Linked DNA regions of Oryctolagus cuniculus: region 1 is linked to region 2. A link is a contact called in public Hi-C data. All regions are on one chromosome and are shown on one strand. Each heading gives the region's core, a stretch centred on a gene start, on an enhancer-like site or on the middle of the called end of the contact. The rest is flanking DNA. Distances are from core to core; before and after follow the strand shown. Region 1 holds the start of TMEM8B (transmembrane protein 8B). Region 2 holds the start of PIGO (phosphatidylinositol glycan anchor biosynthesis class O).

Region 1 (6,091 bases), core at 1,672-4,171, 670 kb after region 2:
TCAGGGCTGCATTCTTCTCCCATTGGAAAACATAGTTCACCTGAGTACCAAATTGCTCTCTGTGCATTGTCTTAGCTGCTTCCACCGACTCTGCCTGATTAGCAGGGTCCACAGGGTGGCCTGTGGAACACGGGAAGGAAGGGGCTGTGTAACCGGGAGGAAGTGAGGAGACCCTAAAGCTAAGAGAAAGGACCACGTCTAAGAGTAACTCAGTGCCCTCCTTCTGGGGAAGGTTGAGGACAGTGGGCAGAGAACAGGAGAAAGGGCGTGGACAATTACAGATAACTTCTTTCTTTGCCTTCTTCTTGCCCGTCTGGTGTCCAGGCAGGGCTGTGTGAGCAGTGGCGTCGCTGGTTTCCTCTCCCTCCTCATCTTCTTCGGCATCATCCTTCTGCTTTGCAGATGTGACTGTGTAGAAATGGGCTGAAGGGCCCGGAAGGGAGTGCTTTGGAAGGTGCTCAACTTCAGGGACCTGGGTGGCCCTCCTTGTTCGTGAGATCTCACTGGAAGAAGGCTCAGAGAGGGAACCTTCCTTCAAAACCTCAGAGGAAGACCCAGAGACATGAATGACTGATGAGGGCTGAAAAGAAAGGTGTTTATCTGGGACTTTGGAGATGGGAGTCTCCAGTAGGGTCTCAGAGGTCGGGGTCTTCAAAGGGGCCTCAGAGATGGCCTGTTGTAAAGAGATGTGAGAGATGGCAGGCTCCAAGGGAGATTCAGAAGCATGGGGCTCCAAGGGGGTCTGGGCAGGGGATGGCACCGAAGGGGACTCAGAGTTATGTGACCCTAAGGGGGTCTGGGCAGGGGATGGCACAAAAATGTCTTGAGAGGCCTGAGGCTCTAAAGCAGCCTCAGGGGTGGACGGTTCCAAGGGGGGCGCCTGTAAATCTTCAACAGGGGGGTCTTTTGAAGAGGGGTGCAGTTCTGCATCCATGGTGGTATGAGTCTCTTCTGTGGCCTCGTCTGCTTCCATCTAGTGGTAGAACAGGGTACAGGCTTCATTAGGTTGGGACTCCAGGGCCTGTAAATCGAGGTAGATAGCGCCCAGGGATCACAGTGGGTCACAGAATTAGGGTAAAGTTCTCAGTGTGTCTGAGATACAAGAGGAAAGTGAGATGAGCTCTGGCTTTCAGGATGTGATGCCAGAAGGTTCACTTATACGCACAGACCTCATGGGCATGCCACTGTGGGTGGTTAAGGAGCTGGAACGTAAAGAAAGCAAGGCTGAAGCAGTCAGAATCCCCATTCCCCAGGAGGAATTCAGAACACAGCTACTTGGCCAGTCCAAGAGAAGGGCCTTGGGCATGTCTTAGGACCCTGGAGAAAAGGTTATGGAGGAGTTCCAGAGACTGGGAATACCAAAGGAAAGTTGAGGTTGATCCTTGAGCACACTGGAGACTACCAGGATGCATAAGGTGGCACCCTGCTCACAGCCTGGTTTTACCTACGGACCACACACACACCCATTCGTGTTCAGAGCTTCAGTTACTTCTAGTTGTGTGCCAATAACTTCTACACCCACATTTCCAGCCCAGACCTTTTTAAACTCCTGCATTTCACACTCATAGCCCACTGCCTGCTGGATATTTCTAACTGGACGTCCCAGGGGCATCAAACTGAACGCTGGGAATTAGTGCTTATTTTGAAGTGACAGTCAAGAGCCATATTTCCTGTCTTTTAGATAGTTCCCAAATGCATTCTCTCCTCTCCTTTGCCTCCAATTTTGCTCAACTTCTCATCACCTTTTGCCTGGATTGTATGATAAATTTGCCTTTCTGTTGCCATGCCCAGCATATTAATCCACTCACCAGTTCTCTCATTTATTTATGTCATTCACATTTATACAAAGAGTCTGATCCTACACTCTTACTCAGGCATCATGTTATGTGTTGGACTTGGGTGAGTTTGGGAGAGAGATGGGTTAACTAACAATAACAATACAAATAGGCTGATGTGCTGGGGTGAGCCCAGGTGCTGTGGGAAAGGAATATGCCCAATTTATTCTAGAAGGATGTCTAAAAGAAACAGCCCTCCTTCCCGATCCAATCGAGATCTTTCTAAAATGCAAACCCAGCACAGGACTTGCCTTGTTTAAAAGTATTCAGTGACTCAGCCTTAAAGGGTTAAGTCCAAATTTCTTGACCGTCAAGGCTTCTCGCCATTTGCAACAGTGCTTGAGAATCCTTGCCTTAACTTTCTCTGCTCCCTACTTTTCCCCATGCTCCTGACACTAGATATTTCACTTCTGAAGCTCACCAGACCCCTTCTGAAGGGGAAGTTTGGGAATGGAGGCAGAGGCAGAGGAAGGAAGATGACCAACCTAGAGGGAAAAGTCTTCTGAGAACAGAGAACCAGAGGATCAGAAGAGAAGGGGGAGAGATGGGCGGAGGGAATAGTGGCAGAGGCCTAAGGATGACCCGTGGAGACTGAGAGGGAATTAGATTGAGGGGTGTCAGAGGACAGGAGACATTAGGAGGGGGAAACTACATACCTTTGGCTTGGTTGTTGCAAGTCCTTGGGTCAGGCTCTTGCCTTAGGACCGGAAGGGGAGAGCTGAGGCCTGGGGAGACTCAAGTGTGAATGAGCCAGGCCTGCAGGTGCTGAGCGGTGAACGGTCTGGCCTGGAACTATTTGGGGAGAGGATTTGGGCATCTGCAGAACTTCGCAAAGGCGCTCCTTGGATCCGACTTGGGGAAGGGCAGGAAGGGGCAGTTGTGGTTTAGGGCCGATAGGGGAGGGCCTTGACTGACGCCTTTAGAACCCAGGCTGGGAGAAGAGGTGACGGTCACCGGGGCGACCAGAACGCCCACAGTCTCCATGGCAACAATAGTCTGGTCACTCGGTTGGTGGGTGAGGCCTGATGAGGGAGCTGCATTGGGCCTGGAGGGGGCGAACCCAGAGGGCTCATGTCTGAAAAGGGGGGGAGGGTGGGTTGTGGGATCTCCATAAGCGAGTCTCTGGGGTTGGAGCTGCGAAAAATCTGTGGGTACGCCTGTGGGAAGACTGGGTCTGGGAGGGTCTCCGTAGAGCTCCTGTGAGCCCTCTGTGGGGCGGCCAGCGGGGGCTGTGAGGATTTGAGGAGGGCACTGAGGCTCTGTGTTTGGGGTGGGAAAGACAGGGTCTCAGGTGGCTTGGGACTGGGGCGGAGTCTGTCCGCGAAACCCCGCAGGACGAAGTTAGAGACCAATAAAATAGGGCAGGGGGCGGGCTTCAATGACAGGGACCAATCGAACAGGTCGGGGGCGGAGCGTCACGCCTACGTCAGGCCCAGGCCGCCGCCGCCGCGGGGCCTGGTTATCGCCGGTTCAGCGCAGCCCGGAGTCGCCCAGGCCTGAACTCCCACCCAGGTCCCGAACCCCCGCCCCAGGCCCGCGAGGACACCGGAGGCCACCCCGCAGGGGTGGGGAGCGGAGCCGCGGGTCAGCTCTGCGAGCGCCCCGCGCTGGCCTGTCCGGCCCCGCCCCCGCCCCGGGCCATGGCCCAGCCCTTGTCGCGGCCCCTTGTCCTATCCCAATCTTGGCCTTGGCCTCCGGCCCCGCCTTCGACCCGCGTCCCAAATCGGTCCCAGCCCTGGTCGGGATCCCTGCGAATGCCAAGGTCCGGGTTCCAACCCAGACCCCCTCTCCAGCCCCAGTGCCTGCCGCTGGCCTTCTCCTCATCCCTCCCTCGGCCCTTGTTCCATCCGCTGGCACAAATCCCAGCCCAGCTCCTGTCCCGGCCCGGTGGCCAGTGTTTACTTAAGCCCCTGGCCCAGCCCCAGCCCTCGCTCCCGCCCTTATCACAGCCTCCTCTTCCATCCCACTCCCTGCCCTTGTTCAAGCCCCGGTACGCAGCCCAGCCCAACCCGTTGTGCCAGCCTTTGCCCGCTTCTCTGTGTTTGCCCAAGTCCTTCCCACCGGGCCCCCCTCTCTCTCATACTCTGCCCCTCTCCCAGCCTCGACTCAGGTCTGGGCCCCAGCTCCCGCCAGCCCTATTGCTGCTGTTGCTGTTCTCTGTCCTTGGCCCAGGGGCCGGTGAGTGCAGAAGCAGGCGAGCTTGCCAGCAGGGAGGGGGATCAGGCAGGAGTGGGTGGGCTGGAGAGATTCAGGAGCTGGGGAACCGGATCTCTGGGAGAAGGGGGTGGGGGGAGAGGGAGGAGCGAAGTCTTCCATCCAGGGGGAATTCCACAGACTCAAAAGAAGGGTAATTGGGTTTGAGGCCCAGCAGGTGGCTGATAGACTCCAGGGTTTCTTTCCTGGTGTCTGTTGTGATCCCACTTTAACTCTTTTTTTTCCCTCAGGGAAGTCGTGGCCTTGCGGCCTCTCTCAAAAATACAGTCTAAAGCTTTGCAATATTGGGCATGCATTCAAGCAGGGTTCAGAAAAAACAGTTTAGAAGATAACAGGTAACAGATGGGCATGGATTCGTTGCCATTATAATGAGTTTTCTTCTTGCAGTGGCTCTTGTTTTGAAGAATTTTGGTTTGCCTAGGGAAAATTCCTGATACATTTTACAGCAGAGTGGATGCTCAGAGACCATTTTACAGATGGGGAAACTGAGGCTCAGTGAGCCAGCAGTTTGTTTACAGGTTGTAAGTGGCATTGCTGGGGCTAGAGAAAGGGTGTCTCTGTGTGTGTGTGAGTGTGTGTGTTCCCACTGCAATAGATGCCTAATTGTGAAACAGACCCAAGTGGAGAAACACTCCACGCACAACCTTTCTTCTCCCCAGTCTGCCCACAAGGAGGCTTCATCCACAAACTGTTCCTCGTTGGCCAGGTGTCAGCCTAGGGCCACCCTCCAGGGAGGAAGTGACTTGGATGGGACAGGGAGAGGCCCAACTTCTTGGAATGTGGGAGGAGGAGCGAGTCTTGCTCCAAGGCCCCACCATGAAATGACTGTGGTTTTCACAGCCCCATTCCGCAGCCACCTCTGCAGGTGGCCCTCAGCTAGGATGGAGAAGTGTCTGATGGTCTCTTTGGCAGAAGCAGCTAACAGAGGGGTGGGGCTGGGTTTGGGTGAGCTCCAGGGGCCTGGAGATGAGTGCCCATCGAAGGTCACGGCCCCTGCAGAGGCATCTGGACACTTACATGTCTGTGTGTGTCCGAGGGATCTGTGGAAACACGGGCATGTACAGCATGTGCACTTGCTTGTGTGTTGGTGATTGTGGGCACACGGATATTGTGTGTGAGCCAAGGTATCCTCTGGATGCCTAGGTTATTTTGTGAGGGGAAGGGATATGTCGTGGCCAACACACATTTCACTTCAGCTCAGCCTGTTCCTCAAATGGACGGATCACTGAAGTGTTACCTTCAGAAATGGAGTTTCAAGGTTGAAGGTGGTGTGGGGTGCCTCCAATAGTGTATATGGAAGGTACTTCAAAAAGTCTGTGGGAAAATGGAATTAAAAGGTAAGTTTATTTTGGTGTAAAAAACATTGAAATCATATATGAAGTGTCTTCAAAAATTCATGGAAAGTGTATATTATGAAAAAATGGCAAATATTTCAAAATTTTTTGCACCAAAAGAAACTTATCTTTTAATTCCATCTTCTACAAACTTTCTTAAGTCCTCTGGTACAAGTTCTCCATCTGCAGCCAGCCCTTCTCCTTGAAGGGAGGAGCGGGAGTGGGGGAGTGTGGTGTTAATTACTGCTGCTGGTAGGTTGGGCACTCAGCAGAGGCAGCAGACAATCAGATTTTCAGATTTGGTGAGGAAGAGGCCATATTGTTGAGGCCAGTTCATAGCGTCCATCCTTGCCATCATGGCTTCTTGGCTCATGAGCCCACTGAGCTTGCACTGAGTGCGTGGCTAGGGAAGAGGGTGACTGATAGCCAGAGTACAGGAAACTGAAAGTTGGGGATCAAAGCCGGATTGCCCAGGAGCAGGAGCAGGTGCTCTGGGGAGAATTGCAGTGACTTTGGAAAAGAGCATCGACTAGGCCCAGTGGCTGGCAGGGCTGATGAGAACAGAGCCAGTGCCTTTGAGGGGTGCTCTGTACTTAGTGGCCGTGATAGGTTTGCCCGAGGAGGGGCCAGCAGTGTCATTGGACCATCAGCATACAACTGCACAAATGCTTATTGTTGCCTTGATCTCATTTTAGTTACCTCCTGGAT
Region 2 (7,053 bases), core at 2,775-5,274:
AGCCTCAGGGCATATGTGCCACTGTGCCGTGGGAGGCCTGTTGGGGCAGAAGAGCCAAGACGGGGTATCGTGAGCAGCTTAGGTGGCAGCATCTGGCCCTCCCAATGAAGCTGCACAACGAGGAGCAAGATGAGCGAGCCCAGAAGGAAGGGGGTGGCCTTGGCCTCAGCTACAACAAAACTATCAGAGAAGAAGGCAGCCAGGCGAATGAGCAGAAGTAACAGGATGGGCCTAGGGATGGGAAGCAGGCTTGTGAGTGGCCTCCTGGGCCCCCAGCCAGCCCAGGCTTTCCACAGAAACGGCAGCAGGGAGCCCACTGCAGCCACTGCTGCTAGAACCACCGCATCCAGCTTCAGCCCAGTGGTCGCCAGCAGTCCAGCACACACGACGGCCCCAGTCACGCCCCAGGCCACAGGCATCAGGAGTAGGGAGTAGAAGGGGAAGGCCGGGGATGTTGCCCACTGGGATGCCAACATGCAGAGAAAGCAGGCAGCAGCCAAGAGAGCAGCGCCCCCCGCCATGCGGACCAGAGAGAAACGAGCCCAAAATTCGATGCACACGGCCCGAGCTCCCCGCAGGAACTGCTGCAGCTCAGCAGTCACAGCCTTCAGCGTCTCCTCAGCCCCCTGGGGATTCTTCAGAAGCCACTGGTAGTCAGCAGAGGCCTTGGAGAACAGGTTCTGCAACCGACGGAGCTCCTCAACGTGGAAGTCCTGAGTAGCAGCTGAATAGGTGTGAAGAAATCGGGACACCTGGTGGAAGGTCAGAGGCCAAGGGCAACAGAGGCAAGGAGAGGTATTTAAAAGCGGTATCTGGAAATCTGTGACAAACTCTGTCCAGGATGGAGGAAGGGCAGGACAATGGTTATGGAAGGTGGAATTGAGACCGGACAAAGGACAGGGAGTGGGTCACTGTGCTTCTCTCACGTCCACCCTAGCTTGCCCAACTCCTCACTTACCTGCTGGGCATTGATATGGAGAGCCGAGGCTTGGGCCAGAGCAGAGGAGAGGGGCTGGGAGTCCTTGCCCCCTGAGAACAGCTCAGCAATCACTTCTCCAATGTTCCCAAACGGGATGGGCAGGCCCAGCAGCAGGGCCAGTGTGGGCACAAGGCTGATTTGAGGGATCACCTCTGGTTCCTAGAGGGAAAGTACAGGGGTCAATGGGTTCATCACAACACTGCAGTCAGTATTTGGGATGGAAGAGACAGAGGTCGAGGTAGGAAATGAGAATGGGATATATCCAGGCTCATGGATCTGGGGGCTTAAAATAAAGGCATGCATTAGGATGCTGCAACCATGACATGGGCTGACCCCCCAGGAGACCAGATGAAGAGCACCCCGGGCCTCACCTCTGGCGGAGTGCTCGGGAAGAGGGCTGTGGGGCTGTACAGAAAGAGTGCAGCCGAGACCTCCAGCTCACTGTCTCCTCCATGGTCGCCACTCACGGTCATCCCATGGTCCCCAGCCACCACCAGCAGTGTGTCATTTTCCAGACGCTCCACAAGTCCCCTTGGGGCCAAGAAATGTATCACAGGTAGCAGACGGATAGACTTTTCCCAGGGGCCCCTCTACCCCCAGCTATGAGTGGCCATAACTCTGATGCCCAAATCTATAAACTGAGATACTCAGATGGAGAGTCCTCTAGATTCACAAAAAGGCGGGAGAAGGCGGAATTCAGCAAGGAGACGGCGAGATAGGGACTTTTTCTTCTTCCACCCTGAGATTGTCAGACACACCCACTCCCCCAGCCAACAGCCCACACTCACTGGATCACCTGGTCCATCTGGCTAAGTTTCTTTGCCATTTCAGGGTGGTGCGGGCCATGCCTGTGGCCACAGTGATCCACACCCAGGAAGTGAGCAATCAGCACATCCCATTCACCACTGTCCACTGCGAAGGGAAAACACTGAGCACGGGGACTAAGGCCCACTCCTCAGCCCCAGCCACGTCCTGACACTCCCCAGGCTGCTGCATGCATGGGAGGCTCAGAGTGTGTGCACTGAAGCAGCCCTCCCTGGCGTTTCTGTTAGGCAGGGACTGAGGGCTCGGGCCCCGTGCTCACTGGTTGGATACAGGTGTTCCAAGATGCCATTGTCCACTGTGTGGAGGTCTCTGGTGTTGAAGGACGGGAAGAAGAAAGCTTGGGAGAAGGCTCCAGGGAAAAGGGCTTTCCAGGTGTCATCTCCCATGAAGACGATACGCCTTCCTGCAGGGGCAGAGCAAGGCAACAGAGGAGAGGAGCACCTTTAACGACCCATCAGAAATCTCTGCCATGCACCCCAAGGCCCTGCCATTCCATCCTGTAACTCCTTCTCCTTCAGAGCCCAACATTTTCAAGAAGTTCTCCATGTAACCCTACTCCATCCAGGCCTCTCACTGCCCGTTCCTACCAATCACCCTGTCGGTCCTCCATGCCCGAGTATCTCGGTGGATGTTTTTTCTGAGTGTGCCCCTTTTTCAAGGTCAGTGAGCTCTGCTTCTCTTCCCCACACTGTCAGCTGAGGCCCCATCCTCACTTCCCTCTTTCTTGCCCCTCTACTGAGTTCTCAAGAGTAAAATCCACATCGCATGCAGATTAAAAGCTTCACAAGGAGAAAGGGCAGATCAGGGCCCCTCTCCTTTGTCTCCCAAGTTGAGCTCCCTACACACAAGGCCCTGCACCCAAAGTTCTGGCTCCCTGACTTCTGAAGCAATTTGCCAAGATTTCCAAAGGGGCCCAGACTGACCTGCACTGTTGAGTTGCTTAATGAGATTGTCTTCTACTATGGCGTGACTAGCAAAGTTGCTGCCGGCATCGACAAAAGTGGGCAGTGAGCCGGTGGTGAGGGCCTTGAGGCGCTGCATGGTGGTGGTGGGTGGATCCACCTGCGCTCGGTAGAGGCGTGCACGGTGAGGCTCAGTCTCCAGGATCCTCTGCAAAGAACCTAGTTTGCCCAGAAAGGGCAGGGAGGCAGGAGGCTCCCCAGACCCATGGGAGCGCTGAGGCTGGGCAAAGTCAAATCGCAGAGCGTCTATCAGCACCAACACGACCCGGGAGAACTGGGCCGCCATCCAGCAGGCCCCGGGCTGTCCTCGATGCCCCCATGGCAGGGACCCAGGACCTGGGGGCTCCTGGCAGCTGCTATGGTTAGTGAGCTCCAAACGGGTGAGCAGGAAGCCACTGGTGAAGAGGGCAATGCCAGCGTAGAAGAGGAGGCAGACCCAGGCCAGGAAGAGCAGCACTGAGACCTTCTGCATCCTGGTAGGGGAAGAAGAGGGAATTCATCACGGCAGGGCAAACACTCAGTAGCTACTCTGGTCGCCAACATAATGCCCAGCTAAAACCATTTCTGTTCGAAAGCCTTACTGGAGATAAACAGTCCCACTGCCAAGCCATCGCATCGTTCCTCTCCATCAGTTCCATGAGGTCCCCGGAGCATGGGCCTCAATCTGGAGCCGCTGTTAAAGACCAGCCCAGATCGACTCCGTCAGGGACACAGGAATGTGCACATATGCATCAGGAGAGCCTACTGCCGAAAGCACACGGTCGCGAGGAGAACTTACTCCAAGCGATAGACCGCTCTCCGCAGGCTTTCCCAGCGTCTCTCTCGCTACTCTCAACACCCCTGCGGCGGCCAGGACTCGCAGTCGCCAAGAATCCAGGTCCGGCCGACCGCGCCGCCTGGCGGGGACCAAAGGGACGAAGGGGAGGAGTCATGCTCCGCTTCCCAGCGGCCAGGAGACCAGAGGCAAGACCTCCCTTGCACCACGGGGCAGGGGCGCAGGTGGAGAGTCGGTCAGGCATCACTGGGAGCTGGGTGGCAGGCGGCTCTGCCTCTTCCGAGGGATTCCTGGCCTCCGCCTGGACGCTCTGGCCCCGGTGCTAGGTACCTGTGGCTGCGAGCAGGGCCCAGGGGCGTTGCACCCCTACTTCGGGACAGGGGAGCGTTAGGGGTTCTGAGCAGCCCCCGGCTCACCTGCACCGGCGCCCGGAAGTGCGACAGCGGCGCCCAGGGCCTGGCACCACCGAGCTGAGGGCGGCAGACAGAGCGGCCCACCGGGAGCCCCAGCGCCATCTGCCGGCACCTCGGTGGAAATTTGGCGAGGCTCATTGGGCTTGGCAAGTTTGTTGGGAGATTTCATAATTTAGGAGAATTAGCGGGCAAGGCACTAAGTTCAGGAAAGAGTTCGGGGAGCTACCGTCCTTTCGTGGTTAAATCCAAAAGCACAGAGTCTGGAGTCAAACTCGGCTCTCTATCATTATTTGGCATTGCTTAGTAAAATGAAAATAAGACTTTTCTCTCTTTGCTTAGCTAACTCCTATTGATAAGGTTTCATCACTCCTCCTCTCAAATCAACTAAAGGAATTTTATAACTCAATAATAATAATAATAATAACTCCAAATAACCCAGTTTTAAAATAGGCAAAGGATGTGACTAAACATTTCCTTGAAGATATCCAAATGGCCAGGGGACCCACAGAGCAATGCTCAATAGCACCAGCCATCAGGAAAGTGCTGAAAATACCACTTAAGTCCACCGGGACGGCTATCATTAAAGACAAATAAATACTGGCAAGGGGGTGTTAGAAACCTTCATTTGTGGCTGGGGGATCATAAAAAGAGGGCAGCAGCTTTGGAAAACAGATGAACAGTTTGTCAACAGGCTACACAGTGGTGAACTAGCAGAATCACTCCAAGGTGAAAACCTGTGTCCAAACAAAACTGCACCTGAATGCTCATAGTACTACTGTCCATCACAGCCCAAGGTGCAATCCCAGATGCCCATCACTGACGAATAAACAAAACGGCTTCTCAGTACTATTGAGGAGGGGGCAGGTACGGCTGAGGAAAAGGTGCGTGACACATCCTAAAGTTGGCGGTTCTTCAGCTCTGAATATACTAGAAAGCACTGACTTTGTATTTTTAAATGGAGGAGTTGTGTGGAGCATGCGTGTTAAAAGCCTGGGGGGGGGGTGTCTGACACAGCAGTTAAGATGACACTTTGGACGCTTGGGTTCGAGTCACACAGCTCCACTTCCCATGTCAGCTTCCCACTAATGCACACCCTGGGAGGCAGAAGGCGATGGCTCAGGTACTTAGGTCCTTGTCACCCACACCTGAGACCCAGATTGAGCCTTGGGCTTCTAGCTTTGGTCTGGCCCAGCCCCCACTGTTGCATGCATTTGGAGAGTGAAATCAGTGGACAAGAGATCTTTATCTCCCTGCCAGTCATTTAAAACATAAGTACAAGACTTAAGCTGGCAATATCTTTTTTTTTTTTTTTTAAGATTTATTTATTTGAAAGTCAGTTACATAGAAAGAGGAGAGACAGAAAGAGAGAGGTCTTCTATCTGCTGGTTCACTCCCCAGTTGGCCGCAATGGTCAGAGCTGTGCTGATCTGAAGCCAATAGCCAGGAGCTTCTTCTGGGTCTCCCACACGGGTGCAGGGGCCCAAGGACTTGGGCCATCTACTGCTTTCCCAGGCCACAGCAGAGAGCTGGATTGGAAGTGGAACAGCCAGGTCTCGAACTGGCACCCATATGGGATACCAGGACCGCAGGTGGCGACTTTACCCACTATGCCACAGCGCCAGCCCCTGGCAATGTCTTAAAACCTTTAAAATAAAAGCCTAAATTTTTGCAATGGCCCTACAACTCTACACACTATCCCCCTTTCCCCTGTAATTCATCTTCTAGCTGCCTCTTTGCTTCTTTTATTTATTTATTTGAGAGGTAGAGTTACAGACAGTGGGATGGAGAAACAAAGAGAAAAGTCTTCTGTCCACTGGTTCACTCCCCAGATGACTGCAACGGCCGGCGCTGCGCTGATCCAAAGCCAGGAGCCAGGAGCTTCTTCCAGGTCTCCCACACGGGTGGAGAGGGCCAAGGACTTGGGCCATCTTCTACTGCCTTCCCAGACCATAGCAGGGAGCTGGATGGGAAGAGGAGCAGCCGGGACTAGAACCAGCACCCATATGGGATGCTGGCACTGCACAGCACCGATCCCAGCACTTTGCTTCTTTATCATATCCGTAGTGGTTCCATTGCTCTTCCACTTAAAATTCCCACATGCTCTACCCCAGGAACTCTGCATTTACAGTATCAGTTTCACTCCCAGCTGCCCAAAAGGGTCTTTCCTTCACCTCCTTCATGTCTACCTTCCAGTCTATTGGTGAGGCTTCTTGCAACCCTGCACTCCGTGCCACAGCCCTTCCAGCACACCAGTGGTCATTTGCTACCACCGCTCCCTTACCTGACTGTGGAAGCAGGGGTGGCTGGACCTGCTGCTTTGCTAACTCCAGCGTGCAGCACGGAGGTTGGCTCGTGGCAGACACTAGATGTTTTTGAACAGATGCCCAGGGAATGCCCTCAATCCCTGAAGACCCTGTATGCAGTCAGCAGCTCTCCCCTGCCAGGGCAGCCCTCTTCCGTATGAAATATCCCCTCAACACCTGCCTCACACACACAGCCCCACGCTGGGCAGGAAGGGGACTACACCCCGCACTGGGCAGCTCCATAGTCATGTGGATTGATCGCTCCGCCATTATCACACAGTTCCTCTTGAAGACAAAAAGGGTGCTTTCAGTTTAAATAGAGTTCATGCTCCTAGAAGCATCAGCTCCCAACACCTCACAGGATTGGAGAGTGTAGACATCCAAAGAAAACGCCAGTGACTTTCCCAACATAATCCCCCAATCAAAGAGGACAGTTTCTGGTTTGCTACTGGTGAGTTTATTACATGATTAAAGTTCAAATAAAAAAATAAAAAGCAAACTCGTGGCAGGGAGGCCACAGACAGAATCTGGAAGTGCTGCTCCCCTGCCCCGGGACTCCCTGACCACGCCCAGCTCCACTAACTCAGCTTGACCCGATCAAGTTCCACATCAAGACTTGCATCTGTGCCTTGGACATCTCGGCCGCTGCCACGGGAAACTGAGTCCTGGGCCCCGGATCCCGGGGCTTTGGTGAGGGCCCCGTACACACCCATGGCCTGAGGAGAGGGACAGAGAGAGAGAGCCATGAGATCACCCTGCAGAAGGCACAGCCCAACCTACTAATGGCTGAAAGAAA

The links. A called contact is a pair of places that touch in the nucleus more often than the background predicts.
Region 1: a Hi-C map of an unstated tissue shows a contact between it and region 2, with 2.0 times the contacts expected there. The contact joins the promoter of TMEM8B here to the promoter of PIGO in region 2. A contact is called at or near these places in 2 of 6 Hi-C or Micro-C datasets (ear pinna and an unstated tissue).

The regions. Positions count from the first base shown.
Region 1 is chr1:198,730,053-198,736,143 of mOryCun1.1, forward strand. TMEM8B (transmembrane protein 8B) reads left to right here and starts at 2,922. Exons shown (of 14, transcript XM_070054173.1): 1 at 2,922-2,986. FAM221B (family with sequence similarity 221 member B) reads right to left here and starts at 3,127. Exons shown (of 7, transcript XM_051856683.2): 1 at 2,492-3,127; 2 at 280-1,021; 3 at 1-120. The coding sequence starts at 973.
Region 2 is chr1:198,057,744-198,064,796 of mOryCun1.1, forward strand. PIGO (phosphatidylinositol glycan anchor biosynthesis class O) reads right to left here and starts at 4,025. Exons shown (of 11, transcript XM_051844322.2): 1 at 3,958-4,025; 2 at 2,728-3,239; 3 at 2,064-2,207; 4 at 1,768-1,891; 5 at 1,351-1,510; 6 at 959-1,138; 7 at 1-752. The coding sequence starts at 3,238. It overlaps STOML2 (stomatin like 2), which reads right to left. Exons shown (of 10, transcript XM_002708008.4): 10 at 6,692-6,973. The coding sequence ends at 6,836.